Linked DNA regions of Zea mays: region 2 is linked to region 1. A link is a contact called in public Hi-C data. All regions are on one chromosome and are shown on one strand. Each heading gives the region's core, a stretch centred on a gene start, on an enhancer-like site or on the middle of the called end of the contact. The rest is flanking DNA. Distances are from core to core; before and after follow the strand shown. Region 1 holds the start of LOC100191563 (GATA transcription factor 20). Region 2 has its middle 51 kb from the start of LOC100191563.

Region 1 (3,427 bases), core at 262-2,761:
TGGTCACACTAGCAACAAGAAGCTAAACAAAAGCACTACAGGTATTACGGTAGACGACGATGGTAACAGCAGTAACAGTAACGCTAGCTAACAGTCAAAGGCACAAGCTAGCTGCTAGCTGGGAAAAGCCTACGGTGCGCTGGGTCGTCCTTCGTAGAGGTAGCAGATCGTGGATCAGCTCCGGACAAGCCCGCAGGACAGCGTCATCAGCAGCATGGCAGCGTCCGTGATCTCGTCCTGCTGCACGGGCAACGCCGGCGACGCCCGGAAGCTGCAGGTGGCCGCAGCCGCTGAGGCGGGTGCCGCCGGACTCCTGCTCCAGCTGATGAGCCCACCAATGTCGTCGACAAGCAGATCCCTGCTCGGACAGGTGTCGTCATCACCATCCTCGGCGGTGGCCTGCACGACAGTCGCGCTGTCGGTGGCAGCAGCAGGAGCTGCAACGACGACGGCCGCACCGTGACCTTGCTGGACCACCTTGCACCGTTTCTTGAACGGCAGCGACCGGTCCACGTCCACTCTCTTCTCCTTCTTCACCTTGGGGTGTGCTGCTGCTGCGGCCACGGCGGCGTTGCTGGGCGAGGCCTTGCCGCTGTCAGTGGGAACTGCTGACACCGAGCCGGAGGCGGCGGCCATCATCGCCCGCCTCGCCTTCCGCTGCCTGATACCGCACGCGTTGCAGAGCGACTGCGCCATGCAAAACAAGATACGCATGGTCATGGGCCGGGCTTGCAAAGATCACGAATTTGATTGGACTTAGAGGCAGAAAACAAGGTAGGATACCTTGGGGCCGCAAGGACCACTCCTCCACAAGGGTGTCTTGGTGGTGTTGCAGTCGGAGCACACCCTAATAACACCCAAATTCGGTTGGCCGCTCATGGTGTCGTCGTACCCTGCTTGCGCCCTTCTCCTTGGCTTCTTCCCCGCACTGGGATCGGCAGTGGCCTTCCTCGTGATCCTCATCTTGGCTGCCGCCGGCGTCCAGCTGCAAGCATCCATCGACCCGCCGACCTGCAGCTTCCCCATATCGTATGGATCGTACGAGGCAGGCTCGATCATGTCGTCGCGGATGCTCTCCACGGTCGGGAACGGCGTCGAGAAGACACTATTCCCAGTCGCAGTTGATGATCCTCCAATCATCTGAGGTATATAGTCGAAAAGGGCATGAGTGACAAAATTAACAAGGAAATCAAATCTGTGATTTTTTACACATGGGATATGATTGGGGAATTGAACACATGTACAGTTCAGTAGCTAGCACGTACATGTTGGGGCTCCAGCATAGCTTGATGACGCTGCCTCAACAAGTGATGGTCTGCAGCCGATCCATAGCTCAAACTGCCTTCGCTGGCGCTACTATTGCTGATCACAAAGGGGAAAAGGATCGGTGTTTCCTTTGGCAGGGTGAAGGCCTGGAAGTGGCCTTGGTGGTGGTGATGATGATCTTGGTGATCTCCCTCCATGAGAGGGAGGGCAGTGGAGAGCTGGCTCATGTAGATGGCAGACATGGGATGCACTGAGAGGAATTTGCGCTCAAGATCTGATGGAGCTATATATGCAGATCTCGTATGGTTAGGTGATGAGTGAAGATCAGGATGAGATATATGGAGAGTAGGAAGAGGCGAACCGAAGCGGCTGGTGCAGTGGTTATTATGTCGGAATGGCAATTTGCAGCCAGGGATCAAGAGGGAAAGCGAGGTAGCGATCATGCACGGAAGGGAGAGGCATGTCCCTTTTATAAAGAGACAAAGGAGAGAGCTCCCTAGGCTGTGTAGATCATTCGTGTGTGATCCTTTTCATGGACACACGCACGAGAGAGATGTGGAGAGCAAACAATAGATGCGCTAGCTACATCGGAGGGGAACAGTAAAGCTACGTTAGCGCAGTTATAGCAACAATTTCATGCGATATTGTGAGCTATTTTTTGCCAAACAATTTTTTTACAAAACTGCTGTTTCACGGATGAAGCTTGTTTTTTATGCTATCACAAAGAAATCAAGGGAGGTGAAGATGAAAAAAAGTAGATTTTCATAGCTTTCTCACTCATTTTCTTCTCTCAACCACACATTATTAAGCTGTTTCGCCGAACAGTTTTTCCAAAGCAGTTCGTCTTCATCGAGAAATCTACTTGTGAAGCTGTTTTCCAAAACATAATAGCTTCAATAATGGTGAAGCTTAGCTATGCCAAATCGGGCCTAAAATACGTCGGCTGCAGTACAAACACAAGTTATTCCTAGGCGATCTCATTCGACACAGGAGACAATTGTGATCGGGGCAAATGGGGTCTTGGCTTGGCAAGATTGGTGAGTGCAGCAGTCTGGAACCAAGTGAGAAACCATCCACTAAAATCACTCCACCCAAGTCTATCACACCAACCACAAAAGATAAAGTATTTGAGGAAACTCTAAAAGCACCATTTAACACTAGTACACACAGCCTCTATAGTGGCGGTTCTAGAGACGTTTTCACTGACGCTTTTCAATGCCGCCAGTGCTAGGGGCCAGTGGAAATCGTCATTTCCACTGGCGGTTATTCTAGAACCGCCAGTGGAAATTCTATTTTCACTGGCGGTTTTCTTTAGCAACCGCCAGTGGAAATGCTATTTTCACTGGCGGTTTTATAAAGAAAACCGCCAGTGAAAATAGCATTTCCACTGGCGGTTTGTTTTATTTAGCCGCTAGTGGAAAGTTTTCCCGCCTTTTTTAAATTTATATATATTTACACACACAAAACATATATATATATATATATATATATATATATATATATATTGATATTAAAAGCAACATGGAATTAAATTCTATCATACATTTATATACATCAAAGTCTTGTTTACAACCATGTATGCATCACACATTATATACATCAAAGTTTTCACTTAAGCTCTAATAACTATCTCGGCTAAGAGATAGTCTACTAATTTCTGTTAGTATTCTAAACTCTGGCAAAGCTAATGTTCCGGAAGCATCGTGATATTTCCCTTCTGTGGGAATGACCTCTTTCAATATGAATGTGCACAGGTCCTCAACTATGCCATACAATGCACCTTCAGTCAAGTTCTCCGGGCTTCCTTGTTGAAATTGCTGTAAAGGAAGTTTATAAACATCATCTATTTATACTCAATAATAACACATTTGCATCTTTGATGACATAAATACATACGTGACTATTACTAATAATACCTTGCCAGGGTTCGTGATGTATCGTCCGTTCATTCTCATGAACTCGCACACGTAGAACCCACATAGGACCGATCCGGGTGGTTGCTTGTGGCACTACATAACGGGAGATTGGTTATTTAGTTGCAAGATTGTCCTATGTACGTACATGTATGATATGTATTCATAAATTCACATACTTACCGGCCAGTTATAATGGATGTCTAGTGGCACGCCTTTTTTGGACGTGTCGTACTTTCCACCTTGAA
Region 2 (3,816 bases), core at 625-3,124, 51 kb before region 1:
TTGGACTATAGGACAAAACAAAATATAAGACAGATGAACACTAGGATAGATATATGGATGATAGTAAGACCTATTGTGACAACGAAAGCTTTGATACCCGATGATAGGTACCGAGTTATATTCGGCACTAGGGTGCCCCGATCTTCACGGCAGTAGGTCGATAAATAGGATAGTTGGCTATAAAGGTAACATAATAACAGGGTAAATTTGTTGAAGAATAGTGGGTAATTGACTTTATACCTGATCAAGGTCGGAGGTGACCAAGCGACAGGGAGAGAGACACCAAAACCATGTAGACTTCGACTCGATCTCCAAACGGCCGCAGAAGCACAACCAGAACTAAGCCACACAATGTGAGGCAGCCATACTGGAACTCGAGAGGCACAAACTAGTGGATCCCAGAGGATTCTCTTCACAAATCTAGGAAGAACAAGGAAGAACAAGGGTAGAGTAAGCACTCAGCATCTCGGCTGCGCTAATCACTTGGATTATCAAATCATCAAAGGTTATCAAAAGTTGTTTTACATCATAGACATAGGGGGTATTTATACTAGCAACAACCACCTTAGATAGGTATAAACACGAAAAGAAAATATTTAACGTGCTAATGTGAAGGGGCCTCTTCGTAAGATCTCCAGAGCTGAATTCTGCATGGTTGTTTGACTTCTGCGCAACCTTCAATATTTTGATAATAACTTCTTCTAGGAGTCTCCAAATGGCGTGGGGCTGCATGCGTTGGAAAGCTGACTTGATAAGCTTTATCACCATTTATAGCATGCCTCATGAAACTTCGTAGAATGATGCAGTTTAATACTTAAACTTGGTCATCAAGCAGACTGTTGACCTTCTGACCATAGGTCAGCCACCTTGCTGGTAGATTTGATTAAGTCGGCCTCAAAAGCATTGGAAACTAGACTTCAAGATCTTTCCAAAAAGTACTTATAGGCATTCATATCTTTTGGAGATCAAAAGATATGACTGTTTCTTCTGGACGATTCTGTCGCGTCGGACTGACTGACTTAAGCAATATCAACATACACGACTTAGGTAGCATAAAGTTCTTATTAGTGTTTAATTAAAATTAATAAAGTAACGCATGCACCTTTTATTTTATCGTTTTTGTTTGGCTTCGAGTGATAGGTTCAATAAGAATGGTCGGCAAGGTTGACAATATTGGTATGGTCACATCAGTTGTGTGCTTAAAGATAGCTATATATCCAATTGAGTGATACTGATAGAACACTTGTGTTGAGGTTAAAGTGAGGAGTTGTTGCGATCATTGTGAATGGAGTTAAGCTCTCATTCAGATGTAAAGCGGGCAATTAATTACGACCGTGCAGAGTGAGTGAACCAGAACGAAATGCAAACCATGCAAGAAAGCGCAGATAAGGATTCTGTGCTGCGGATAAGGCAGCTGTACTGAGGATCCAAGACGACGAATCGACGATGAGTTCAGTGTGTTCACCCCGTTCCGTTTCTCGCCGAAACTATCTTGATCCTTTGCCCGTTGGATCCATCGAATCAACAAGCCGTCACGACAGGCCGCGCGTATCATCGATTAACAATCACACCACCACGACGGCGACGTGCCGACGAGGCAGCTACAGCGACGGAGACGTACGGAGACCAATAAGGCCAGTCCACCTCTGGCCCGCGCGTCCGTCGCACAATCGTGCGGTGCCGCGTCGTCCATGTCGCCTCGCTAGCTAGCTAGCTGCCGGCGCCGCGGAGGAATCTCAGGCGGCAGCTACGTCCACATAAAAAGCCCACGGCGAAATAAGCCCGGCCGGCGCGACGGGAGTCTGTTTGTGCACGGCCAATAGCCAGGCGCGCGCGCGGCGCCCGGGGCCGTGCGTGCGCGTGTGTTGTCTTGGAGGCATCGGGATCCAGCCGCGAGCGGCCGCTGGCGTGGCCATCCACCAGCCGGCCGTCGCAGCATGCAAGAGGACATCACCCGCCTTTTCGAATTTCGACGCTTCAGCTAGCCGGCTGGACTTGTTGGCTCTTGAGAGGCCTCTAGGTTTCAGAAAGAGGATGTGCGCCCTGTCCTGTCAGGCGATCGTGTTCAGACGTTCCGTCAGATATTTCTCGCGAGCTTCCTTGACCTTCTATTTCGTCTTTCCAGCACGGTTTAATCGTACTCTTATCTCAATCCAGTGGCAAACGAGGCGCAGCAAGATCTATATAGATGCCTAGCGTAGAGCCACGTCAGCATGACTCATGCATACTCTAGGACCTGTTTCTGAACCTAGCAGTCAATCGTTTGATACCACGTGCTGGAGCACCAGCATTCTTAATATATGCCCTAATAATTTTTTAAGTTAAAAGCCTATTAGCAAAAAAAACTGTTAGTTTGTTTGGTTTGAGCAACGAGGTAGTCCATCATCTTCTCACTTTCTTGTTTGGTTTGAGGAATATAATAAATTGATTCATCACCATTTCATTTATCATTGGTTAATAATTAGTAATAATATAAGGAATGAGTTCATTCCACCAAATATATGGAATGGACTCATGATGCACCATCTCATCGATCTAGAATGGATTGATTCTTCAAACCAAACATCTCCTATATATAGGAAGAGGTCGAGAATCATTTTAGCCGTAGTTGTCTCTCTCACTAATATTGCGGGTGTTTAAGGTATCTTGACAATTTCTCGCTACGCACACGGTACTAGCACACCGACCTCACGATGTTTCCTCTTCGTATATATGGATATAATAAAGATGTTGCAATTGTTGCGGTATTGTTGATTAGAGATTGATTTGAGGAGCACGAGTGAATGTGCTGCGGCTACTGGTACACGAGGACATTCAACTACTTCTATACATCGATGCCTTCTTGTTCCGCTGTGCTGCGTGTCTAGTAGTAACAATCCAGGGTCCTCTACTCATATGCTAACTTGAACATGGTAGATATGCTAGTGTATAGTGTACACGTTTTCTTTTAGTTGTATCAGAGCTAAGTCATGCACAACTTTTGATATGGATGGTATTTGCATATAGGCGATATGCCTAGTAGATTGGATCTTCTTTTGCTTTGGTTGTAGTATAGATTGTAACATATGAGGATGTTGTCGGTATAATCGCACAACTCATTTCTCCCTACTAGATGAAATCACTAACAAAACATAATACCATTTCTTTTTTCCTCCTGGCCACTTAGATAACCTACCCCTATCAACTAGAATCATCATCAAGGCTATCAGCACATGAATCTTTCCGTTTATGAAAGACAACAAATCTGAGTTGGATGTACTATTATCGTTGTATCTCACGCGATTACCAATATGATTAACGTTAAAATAGAGGCATTGGATTCGTTGTTTGTGTACAAGGCATAAATTGTATGCACAATCCCTTTTTACACAATGTGGTAGTATTCGGTTCTCCGCATAACTTGATTTTGCATGGAATGTTATGAATGCTATGGCCTAAATGTAACAACCACAAACGGGACTTGGTGATGAAGATCACCACATGATAAAGGGATATACTATCTCATTTAATATGATTACCTATGGTATTTTATTTTTTTGTAATACTATTCGTTCATGTGCTAAATATGATAGGACAACTTCCCTTGAAAAAATTAAGAGTTTATTTTGATGCCATTCCAATTCTTAAGTCTATAAAGATCCTAATCATCACTTGGTAGATCTGACAAAGCAGAGTGTCATCGATTATTTTAATCTAATAGGGGGTGCGAGACATCTTCATGCACAGTATAAACTTTATTAATGAGGCTATCGAATCATATTTGGGCCATGCACATGGTGTTCGGAGATGTGGCATTATGTGGCAGAACGAACCGCC

Evidence for each region. Hi-C and Micro-C count contacts between places; a contact is called where the count stands out from the background.
Region 2: a Hi-C map of leaf shows a contact between it and region 1, with 4 times the contacts expected there. The contact joins the enhancer-like site here to the promoter of LOC100191563 in region 1. A contact is called at or near these places in 4 of 25 Hi-C or Micro-C datasets (bundle sheath and leaf).

Annotation. Positions count from the first base shown.
Region 1 is chr9:85,423,881-85,427,307 of Zm-B73-REFERENCE-NAM-5.0, reverse strand. LOC100191563 (GATA transcription factor 20) reads right to left here and starts at 1,511. Exons shown (of 3, transcript NM_001136993.1): 1 at 1,266-1,511; 2 at 784-1,140; 3 at 1-687. The coding sequence starts at 1,508. The coding sequence ends at 175.
Region 2 is chr9:85,474,674-85,478,489 of Zm-B73-REFERENCE-NAM-5.0, reverse strand. No RefSeq gene overlaps it. Among protein-coding and RNA genes, the nearest start is that of LOC100191563, 51 kb to the right of the region's middle. Within about 2 kb of position 1,874, at least 12 of the 20 cell types and tissues checked have an H3K27ac peak or open chromatin away from gene starts, as enhancers often do. A contact at or near this core is called in bundle sheath and leaf, where this site is marked.